2 separate regions of the Mus musculus genome follow, and region 2 is linked to region 1. A link is a contact called in public HiChIP or PLAC-seq data. All regions are on one chromosome and are shown on one strand. The core of a region is the stretch at or near the end of the contact, and the rest is flanking DNA. Distances in the headings are between cores, read along the strand shown.

What was found. HiChIP or PLAC-seq counts read pairs in DNA pulled down with a chosen protein or histone mark.
Region 2: an H3K27ac HiChIP or PLAC-seq map of microglia shows a contact between it and region 1, with 3 times the contacts expected there. The contact joins two enhancer-like sites. A contact is called at or near these places in 1 of 15 datasets of contacts at CTCF or cohesin (the NIH/3T3 cell line), 7 of 484 Hi-C or Micro-C datasets (bone marrow-derived macrophages, embryonic stem cells, liver and 2 more) and 5 of 115 datasets of contacts at active chromatin or transcription factors (CD8 T cells, bone marrow-derived macrophages, embryonic stem cells and 2 more).

What each region holds. Positions count from the first base shown.
Region 1 is chr3:97,961,786-97,967,266 of GRCm38.p6, forward strand. It overlaps Gm5544 (predicted gene 5544), which reads left to right. Exons shown (of 2, transcript NM_001033779.2): 2 at 4,521-5,233. The coding sequence starts at 4,630. The coding sequence ends at 5,001. Among named protein-coding and RNA genes, the nearest start is that of Gm5544, 34 kb to the left of the region's middle. Within about 2 kb of position 3,381, at least 71 of the 459 cell types and tissues checked have an H3K27ac peak or open chromatin away from gene starts, as enhancers often do. A contact at or near this core is called in liver, microglia and uterus, where this site is marked.
Region 2 is chr3:98,040,136-98,045,616 of GRCm38.p6, forward strand. All of the region lies in intron 1 of Notch2 (notch 2), which reads left to right. Among named protein-coding and RNA genes, the nearest start is that of Gm40103, 17 kb to the left of the region's middle. Within about 2 kb of position 2,871, at least 150 of the 459 cell types and tissues checked have an H3K27ac peak or open chromatin away from gene starts, as enhancers often do. A contact at or near this core is called in liver, microglia and uterus, where this site is marked.

The DNA of each region.
Region 1 (5,481 bases), core at 2,131-4,630:
CCCACCCCAGCAGAAAGATAAACAACCTCCCAAACTACCTCAAACGAAAGCCAAAGAAAAGATTAATAATGAGTTGTTGTTTTTTAAATTCGTTCATTAATTCATTATTGAGATTAGGTCTCACACAGTCGTCCAAGCTAACCTGGAACACACCATACAACCCTAGCTGGCCTCAAACTTGAATTGACCATTCTACCTCCATCTCTCAAGTGATAGGATTACAGGCCAGAGCTGCCATTCCTGGTTTTTGCAGCTAGCCTTTTGAGAAGGTGGATAATATGCAGTTTTACCTTGTTCTTTGCTTGGCATGTTTGGTTTATCCCATCCTATTACACCCATATGAGCATATTATTTCACTAACAGCAATCCTCACCTGTCACTGAAGAACAGCTGCAAAGATGAAAGCGCCTGGCGAGTCTAGTAGGTCAGCTGGTTTCCCCGTGGGGGGGTGGGGGGGGGGTGGGGGCAGAACAACTCCAAGGAAGCACTGCTGGATACAGTCGCCTGCATCCTCTCTCCATCTTTCAGCTTTCCAGGGGCTGCAGGCCAGTGTGCGGATGCTGTCCGGGGCTGGCAGTATGTTAAGCTGGTTGTGCAGACACAGCCCAGGAGGAGAGCTGGTGTGGTGTGTTGGCTTTGGAAAGTCAACAAAGGAAAGTAAGAAACTCTGTTGCCAGTTTAAGCAGAGGAAGGTTGTCTGGATAAGGACAGTGTAACACATCTGCGAAGTGGGGTTGGGGTGGGGCAGCTGAGAAGGAAAGAGGGGCCAAGATAAAGTAGGAATTCTAGCCAGGAATGCAAGCAGCCCCTTCCTCATTTCACTCTGGAGAAGCTCTGGGAAGTGCAGTAAACCCCATAACTTACTATCCTTTTCCACAGCCGAGGGAAATTGCTCTTTCCCAAGGGTGGGGGTTGTGTCTACGGTGAGCCGTGGTGAGCCGCTCTTCTCTGAGGTCTGTTGAGGAAGATGTTACCAAAATGTGTAGCCTAGCCTCTAGTTCATCTCATCAGGAGAAAAACCGTCTGGACCCTCCTGCTTATTTGTGGGTTGTTTTGCCCCACCCCCTCTACACAGCCCTATTTCTCTCTAGCTTCACTCTAAGGAAAAGTTAAGTCCCCACAAGACTCATTCACAGACCCAATGCTTTATGGAAGTCCCCAATGTCTTTCTCCCATTCAGTGTCTCCTTCCTTCCTCAAGATAACGTGGGAGCTTTGGGTATATCACTAGTCAGCCAATAGCAAAGACTGGTCTCTTACAAAGAGAGGAGCTCTCTTACAAAGAAGCTCTGGCATATGGTTGCAGAGGCTCAAGTCTGAGGGTCCACCTGGTGATGCCAGAGGCCCAGGTTAATACAGGTCATCACTTGGGAAGAAACAAGAGTACATGTGTTTGTGTCTGGCAGCTCTCCCCTTTTTTATTTTATTTTATTTTATTTTATTTTATTTTTTTATTTATTGATTGATTTATTTGGTTTTTTTCGAGACAGGGTTTCTCTGTACAGCCCTGGCTGTCCTGGAACTCACTTTGTAGACCAGGTTGGCCTCGAACCCAGATATCTGACTGCCTCTGCCTCCCAAGTGCTGGGATTAAAGGCATGTGCCACCACCGTCCGGCCCTCTTTTTTTTTATTACAAAATATTTTTAAAGATTATTTTTAACTATACAGATGGGGGTGCATGAGTGCAGGCACCCACAGAGGCATCAGGCAGTTGTGAGCCAGGGAACCTAACGCCTGTCCTCTGTAAGGGCAATGTGCAGTTTAATGACTGAGCCATCTCTCCAGCCCCTTCTCTTCCTTTCATAAAGTCACCAAGAGTCAGCCCTGGCGGCTCTATCTGTCTAATTTTAATCCTCCCCAAAAGTCCCACCTCTAAAGTCCATAGTGGGATTAAGTTTCTTCAGCCTTAATACATCACAACGGGGTTTAATTTCAACACACGGAGCTTGGGAGAGACTGGAGCCAAATGCAAGCCGCAGCAACAGGAAGCATTTATAACGTTAAGTAAGCAAAAGAACAGGGCACAAAAACCTGTGTGCAGATTATCGTTCTCATTGTGTAAAAGTCAGTAAATGAACAAAAATTTATGAACCTGTAAGGAAAATGAGATTAGAGGAAATAAAATAATGAGCTGGTAAGATGAAAGAATTGTGGGGTTTTGTTTTTTTGTCTAAGATTTATTTATTTATTTTATGTGCACACACTGTGGTTCTCTTCAGACACACCAGAAGAGGGCATCAGATCCTATTACAGATGGTTGTGAGCCACCATGAGGTTGCTGGGATTTGAACTCAGGACCTCTGGAAGAGCAGTCAGTGCTCTTAACAGCTGAGCCTTCTCTCCACCCCCTCCCTTTTTTTTTTTTTTATTCTTCATGCTCTTTTTTTTGGGGGGGGGGGTTTCAAGACAGGGTTTCTTTGTATAATCCTGGCTGTCCTGGAACTCACTTTGTAGACCAGGCTGGCCTCGAACTCAGAAATCCGCCTGCCTTTTGCCTCCCGAGTGCTGGGATTAAAGGTGTGTGCCACCACTGCCCGGCTCTTCATGTTCTTAATGTTTTTTATTTAAATAATTTTGAGGGATTTTGCTTGTTTTGGTTTTGTTTTTTAAAAAGGAGGTCTTACTATGTAGCCCAGGGTTGGCTTCAAACTCATACTCTTCCTGCCTGGGCTTCATGAGTTTACAGATGTGAGATCACAAGCGTTGCACTACTATACCTGAATAGCTCCCTTAGAAAATTAATGTAATAAAACATTCTCTTGTAATTTAGGAAGAGACTTGTTACAATGGGGTCAGGACAAAATTAGTAATAACAACTGCTGAAAGGAACAGAGTGGAGAAGCCTGTTGTTGATAAGGTGATGTGGATGTGAACTTGTGAATCATTCTGCTTGTGTGTGAGCTGATGTTGAGATCTGATCCACGAACCCTTAGGGAAGGCACAAAGCCACTCCTCACCCTCGCCATTCACAAAAGGGAGGGAGGAAGACTTCAGACATGGTAGGCAGTCATGAGCTGGTAGAGGTACTAAGTTTGGGGGCTTCTAGCATGCTTCAAGGATGGAGCACTGCAACTGTGTTACCATTTATTTTTAGAAGTTCTGTCCTCGGGAGGCGGGCATACTGTTCACCTCTCACTGAATTAGCTGTGTTCCACGCAGCCTTTGGACATCTTTCTGCTGTAGCAGCAATCGGATCAAAGCACGTGTCAGAAAGAGAAGTGAAAAACACCAGATGTGAGCGAAACCACAGGGGGAGTTTTCAGCCAGGCGGTGTACACCGGATGACCCCGTTTGGAATGTGGCCCAGGACCGGGATAGACAGACCAGCAAAGGATGAGACAGGACACACAGCCGTTATTGATCCCGATTGGAGCCAAATGTGGTTAACTTGGTCTATGACCTTGCTCAAGTCATTGACCTCTACATGACTTTCACCATCTGGGCAACACATGGGCTGCTCATTTCCTTTCAGGAAAAACTCATGGCAACCATGTTAGTCACAAGAAGTAAGAAGGAAGCAGGACCTGGTGACCCGGTGGGTGGTGACATATTATACCCGAGCACATGAATACCACAATATGGACGTGTAGGTATGAATTTTATGAGAAAAGTGTGTATGAAAATACAGGATTAAAGACCGTGCCTCATTAGTTCAAAAGTAAATAATCTTAATATTGACAATCGAAGGGTGTAACAGGACTTTTTGTTTTTTAGTCTTTCTTTGCCTAAGGTGCTTCAGAAATCCAAGGGTCAGACTAAAGCCCTAGCCTGGCACATATTTAGGGAAGTAAATGTTAGTAGAGAATGGAGCTTACTCCAAATTCTTACTCTTTGCCACTTAGATGCTGTGTGCCCTTGCAGAAGTGATAGTTGTGAATGTCAGGTTCCTACTCTACTATACGAGGCCAATACTAAGATATACCTCATGGGCTTGTGAAGGCTGAATAAAGTAATAAACCAAAAGAGAGGAGGAGAATGCTGGGTATGCGTTTGTTATTATTATCCAATAAGAATAAAGCTCTGCTTTAAAAAAAAAAAAAAAACAACTTTTTTTTTTCTAAATCTTGGGGAGTTGAACCTTGGACCTCATGCATGTTCACTAAGTACCATAATGGAGGCCTGCTCTTTTCTGAGGGGACATGAAGAAGCAGTAGATCTGAGGTAGAGAGAAGGTGTGGGGAGGGGGGTTTTGAGAGGAGGGGGAGAGGGGAGGCTTCTGCTCTTGGGATGTATTACATGAGAGAAGAAGAACAACGACAGAAGAATCTTTCCTATCTTACTCATCTGTGCAGAACACTGGTCCCTCTAGACTTTAAACTAAGCTTTAGTCACTAGGCATCAAAGTCATTTTGTTCATCTATTCCTGTCTCAGCTCCTCTGAGTCAGGTTGATGCCACAGCAGAAGTCTCTGAAGCATCCGTGAGTCCTCTGCCCTTTCACCCATGAGCCTCTGATGTATCAGGATGCCCTGTCACCACTAAGGCTTAAAAAGTCTGATTTTTTTCTCTCTCTTTAATAGGATAGCTCACAGCCAAGACCTCAGGGAGACACATGAGGAATGAGGAAGAGGAATCCTGATCCAGAGATGAATTACTGCCTCCTCCAACCCTTCAAGGTGGCAGAAGGCTATGGTACCAAGTCCAGGAGCCAACGTGCTGGAATTCATCTTGGGTCTCCTACTGAGGAAATGGCTCTACATAAGAATATGGGAGAGGAAAACCCAAAGTGGGCCCATGAGAAACTCGATAGTTAAGCTTCAGGCCTGTTGGGGAATGATGGACAGACCTTTCAGAGCTTCTGAAAGTTGGGGATCACATTTCCTAAAGATACAACAGGAAATTGATTCCAAACAGCAGAAAGAAGTACAGGGAATCATGGAATTGGCCTGGTCTAGCTGTCTTGAGAGGTGTGGGTCGTGGAGTTTTCAGGTTAGGGTCTGTGGCTTCTGGGGCACTATGTGCCTTTCAATTCCTGAGAAACTGAGTCACTCCCTCGGGTAGTGAAACATTCATGCCAACTGTATTCTCTGTATCCCAAAGAAATCAGTGAAGCATATAAGAAGGCTGGACAATTAGTCTTAGACATTAATCTTGTGTGCAATCATTGTATCCTGGCAGTTATAATTCTATTCTTCTTTGTAGCTGCCATTATATTCTGTATCTGATAAGGGTATAAAAAGTCTGATTGCTTGCAATAAACTTGTCTCAACCTTAGGTTTTCGGAGACCCCTTCAACCTGAGCCTGATTTTCATTCCCACTGACCATTTCAGGAGACCCTGGTTTGGTAAATAAGCCCTTTCCAAGTGTACTCTTTAAAAATATACTTATTTATTTTTAATTGTGTGCACATGTGTATATGTATATGCATGCGTGACTGCAGGTATGCTTGGAGTTCAGAAGAGCACATCAGATCCTCCTGTAGCTAGAGTTATAGGCAGTTGTGACCTCCCTGATGTGGGTGCTAGAAACTGATCCTGGGA
Region 2 (5,481 bases), core at 1,621-4,120, 78 kb after region 1:
ACCATGCACGGGTGAGTGGGGTTCATTTGGTGCCGTAGGTATCGAGCATCTGGGACCGAGATGACCATGTAGCTGCCGACTTGCACACTTCAGAGCATATCGTTGAACTCTGTGGTGTCACCATTTGCACAGCAGCTGCGGTATTCCGGTGACTCCTGCCCAGCCTGGTTCTTGTGAATAGCCCCTGTTCCTACCACACAAGGGTGTTTTTGAAAAAGACCATGAGGATGGACGCTGGTCAGGAAATCTGAGACTAGTCTCTGGATTTTCCCTGCTTGGTTTTGGGAAGTTGCCATATTTTGTGATAGCATTTAACAATCACAGGATTTTGTTTTGTTTTGTTTTGTTTTTTTTCCTTTTTAATATAACATTGTGTCTTAGACTTTTTTGAAATCTACCTCTGGATGAACAAACACTAGACATTGTCTTCTTCACTTAAAAAGCACCAAGAAGTTTAAGCTAAAAGACATTCTGCTTCTTTTGGGGGGAGGGTAGCAAGAAAATTATATATACTTATAATTTTTTCCAGTAAGGGTACTTAAAAGCTTCTATTTAAAATTATGGGGTTTAAAAACTTTAAGTTGTACTTAAAATACTTTTTTTTTTAAATATCTTTTAATAGAGAGGGCTTACTAAAAGAACAGGGAATTGTTGGCAGGCAGAATTTGTCTTGATAAGAGGACAGATAGAGGTAGTACGACAGATCAGCTAGAAGGCTGGCCCTTTGAGCCTTTGGATGGGAATTCTTCCTCTACCTGAGGCTTTAGCACACTGAGCCATGGGCTTGTAAGCCCCGCGTCTGTCTTTGTTAGTGCCATTTCTTCCCCAGATGGATGTCCATGCTGAGGAAATACACTGGGGCTTCTTGGAACCATACTGGCACCTACTGACCAGTGGATGTGCCAGGAGCAAAAGTGCTTACTGCGAGAGGAGAGCAGGCATGCATCCTCCCTCACTGCGAGAGGAGAGCAGGCATGCGTCCTCCCTCACTGTGAGAGGAGAGCAGGCATGCGTCCTTGCTCAAGTTTCCTGGACAGTTTCCTTTTGAGGAGTTTGTTTTTGCATTTGTTGGTTAGTTGCACATGATTTTGCTTTTGTCCAACTTCTTCAGTCAGTCTCCCCTCCTTGATACACATGGCTAAAGGTGCACAGGGGTTGGGTCGGAGGGAATATCATCATGCACACAAATTTTCCTTTATTTTAAAGACTTATTTTAGTTATATGTGCATGTGCCACGTGCACATGAGTGCAGGTACACACCGAAGTCAGAAGAGGGCACTGTGTGGGTGCTAGGAGGAGCTGTGTGGCCTCTCAGCCACTTGCCGTCTCCCCAGCCCCAGCTCATGCGTATTTTAAGACAGAAGAAACATTGAAAGGTGTTTTAGTTTTGCCGAGATCAGAAATGTACAATTCTACTTTCTCAGACTTTTATTCTTGTTAAAGGCTAAGATGTGTCTAACTGTGTTCCTCTGTTTATTTTACTTCTCCTGACAAACGTAAAATCTGTGTTAGAGTCTCATTTCAGTGTCTCCATGCTCAGTAAAATGGAAACCTTTGAACATTTTAATCACGGGAGCTGGTGGTTGAGTCTGACAGTAGGTTTTTGTCTTAGCTGTTTAGTTTGTTGAATGTCAGTGACTATGCACCTTCCGTGGTTCATACACATGGAGATGAGCCATCTCTGTTGTCAACACCACTGCCTTTCAAGAACTTTGCTAGACGTGAGGGTGAGAGTATGATACACCTGCCCAAGCCATAGTGGAAGCACGTGGAAGCAAATGATTCGGAATGCAAGTAGGAATTAGCAAGCTAGAGAGGGGTCGCATCGTTCAGTGCCGTCTAGAGGGACAGCATGCAGTGGTGCCATTAATAGACTGACATGTCCTGGTTCTTCTGTGGGTTTTCAAACCATATGTTGTATATAGTGTAATCTTTAACATGCAAGGGCTGAAACTTACCTAGTTGAACTCATTTGCTTCAGCTCACAATTGGGGTCTAGTTGTTTTTTCTATAATCCCGATAAGAGAAAAGCAGAGGAGGAGGAGAAGAAGGAGGGGGAGGAGGAGGAGGGGGAAGAAGAAGAAGGAGGAGAAGGAGAAGGAGAAGGAGAAGAAGGAGACCACCATCACCACCACCACCACCACCATTGTATAGTAAACTCTGGTGTTACATAGTACATTGATGAGTTCAGGTTTTAGAATCAAGGATTAATATTTCATAGAAATGAATTTCTGTATAAAATGAAAATCCTAGATGCTGGGCATGGTGACTCACCTGAGAGGCAGGCAAGAGCTTTGCCAGGAGTTCAAGGGCAGCCTGGATCACACAGTCAGTTTCCGGCCAGTCTGGGCCGGAGTGAAACCCTGTTGCTTCTGTTTTTCCCAAACCACAGCAGGTTTCATTTTTGGGAAAGCAGCTGGGACGGGGAGCCCTCTAGATGTCCTGTCTGCATCAGGAATCGGCATATTTTAGGTCAGAAATATTTTCTACTGGTGATCTCTGAAGAACGCAGAGATCCTTGACATATTAGGGGAGGCATAAAAATCCGTGTCTCCCTGGTTGCTTTTCTCCTTTCTTTTAACCAAGACTGATTTCAGGAGGGAGACAACTACTCCCACGTTGCTTCTGTTTAAATGTGAGCTTCTGTGCTTCTGTTTGTTTGTATTTTTTTTTCATGGCTGACACGCCCTCCCCCCTCGGCGGCTGCCCCCCAAAAATGGAATAAAAAACAAAGTGGAAGCTTTGTTGTTTGAAATTGAAGGGTGCTGTGAGAATCACTGCAAATCCCTGCTGTCTCCGCCTGCCCTCAGTTCTCCTATTTTGGGTAGTAGTGCAAGCAGTCATTTTAGAAAACATGGCCGTGTCCACTGGACGGCACTCCTTCCAGAGGCCCTGTGCCAGAAGCAACAGAGGGACACACAGCCAAGTCCCAGCCAGCAACCCAGACTTCAGCTCTCAAATTCTGCTACTTGAAATTTGCATAAACGTTGAAGGGAGAAAAGAAGCGCCCTGTGTCTGTCACTCTTCTACTTTAGGCTCTGCAGCCATTCAGAGCATTAAACCTCGTCTGAGGGTGCAGCGGATGAGCGCGCTGCAGGCAGAAGGAGCAGGGTATGAAAAGAGTCATGTGAGTCAGACAACAGACAGAGGCTTATTTGAAGAGGCTACAAAGCAACAAGTATTGCCAATTTAAAACATTGCTTGTCAGAGCAAGGAGTGAAACACATTGTAGGCTGCTCAGATTACACCGTCTGGGGTACCAGACTTAATTACTCATGTTTGAGATTCTTAAAACAAAGGGAGGCTTTTAAGCCTGTGATACATAGCTGGCACGGCCCAAAAAGCTCCGGAAAGCCTAGAAAATTGTGATGGGGACTCCATCAAGCCTGGATACCTTCAGTCTGTCTTTTCGAAGATAAATTCCTGGTGCGTTGGACCTGGTAAAGATCACTGACTGATATGTACCTTGTTGTCTGCAGTGTTTGTATACAGTGGAGGCTAATAAATGTGAATATGAAGCCTCGTCTGGACTGAATGGCTTCAAGGGTCTGTGCTGTTTTCGTAGTTCTTTGTAGAGAGGTTTTGACAGTGAGTTTTAAGAGGGTATACTGAAGGCATCCAATAAAAGCCATTTTTGCTGTGTTTGTATTTTTCTGGAGTCATTTGGCTAGGTCCCTTTCTCTCTGTTCCATCTGTCCCTTCCCTGTAGGCTGAGAGGATGGTGTATCCAGAGACTGGTTCATTCATGGTTGGTTGGTCTCTGTGTATTGCTGGTTGAGCGCCATGCTCGTGTATGGAGTGGCCCTTTGCTCAAGTATAGTACTGGCTGTACATTTAGTGAATCATTTCTTTTTTATTGCCCCTTTAGGAGGATAGCAGTAAGCTCTGCGTGGCTTGTGTGTTTTATTAGAGGGCTGGTGATGGCATCTGGGAGGAATTAATCCCATTTATTGATATCATACTCTATATTAAATTGTGTCATTTTCCTTTGAAGTTGATGTGCTTAAACAGGGCAGTTTGTTCCCCTCCCACTTGAAGGAGCAGCTGTGACCTGACCAGGCCTTTGGTGACTTATCCCATCCTAGCCTCCATGGCCTTTTTCTTGTGACTATTGTTTAATTTGCGATCTCAATCCCCAAATGTATGTTAGTTTTCTGTGCCTGGGTTCCTGCTCAAGTGGGCTTTTCTTATCTCTACCTGAGAACTTTTTTCGTTGCTTGGTTTTGTTTTTTTTTCTAGAACATACCACTGTCTAAAGAGGCTTTATTTACATTTTGTTTGTTGTTGCCTGTTTTCCCCTAAGAGAAGCAGAGTTTGTGAGAGTTTGCTGACTACAGTGTCCCTGACATCAGGGCCCTGCATCTGCATGCTTTGTAGATGTGCTGTGTTCTGAATGGGTTTCAGCTGAGGGTGGTGGCACCCACCTTTGATGTCTGCACTGAGGAGGCCGAGCTAGATGGTGCTCTGTGAATTTTGAAGCTAGCCTGCTCTACATAGTGAGTTCCAGGATAACCAGAGCTACAGTGAGACCCTATCTCAAAACTCCGAAAAAAGAAAAATTCTAGAAGCTTTCTTCTACGTTTTGTGTCACACTGCCAAGTGACCGGGCAATGAGACACAAGTCCACTTTCTTGTGTTTGCTTTTCCTTTTATTGTGGGGTACATGTCCAGAAATACAGACCGTGGTCTGAAAGATTGATCTTCCTCTGCTACTGTGTGCAGCCTGAGAAGAAAAGTTGGGCTGGTGTCTCAGACTCCATCCACTCTTGGATTTGATTGGGGCTGGAGAGCCAGTCCAGGTACTGATTTAACAGGCGCCTCTGATGCATATTGAAGTTTGAAAACTGTGACTGGGGAAATGTTAAAGGTTCAAGGTAGTAGAATCCCAGAAACCAGCCAAGTGGCATTAATTATTAGCCTGGGGTGCCCACCTTTTTTTTTTTTTTTTTTTTTGGTCACTGACTTGGATTGGTTCTCTAAAGCAAGGCTGTAAAGTTATTTGCTAGGTAGATAGGCACATATTGACTCTAGGTTGTGTGTATTCTATGAATCTGTCACTGTGATTATTTGCCAGGACACCTAGTAGGAACAGGCTGTGATTTTTTTTTTTTTCCTCTCCCTGCCCACAGCTGAGTCATGGGTGGCTGGGGTCCTTCTGCTCTCCTGGATAAATTTCTCTTTGTATTCTGCCTATTTTTATGTACTTGTTAAAACTTGGTGTATTTCGTGTCGCACGCCTTTAATCTCAGCACTTGGGAGCTAGAGGCAAGCAGATTTCTGAGTTCAAGGCCAGCCTGGTCTACAGAGTGAGTTCCAGGACAGCCAGGGCTTTACAGAGAAACCCTGTCTCGCCAAACAAAAAAAACAAAAAACAAACAAACAAACAAAAAAAAACCAAACAAAAACAAAAACAAAAACCCAACCCCCCCAAAACAAAACAAAACCAAAAAACCTTGGTATATTTCTTAACACATTATCCCT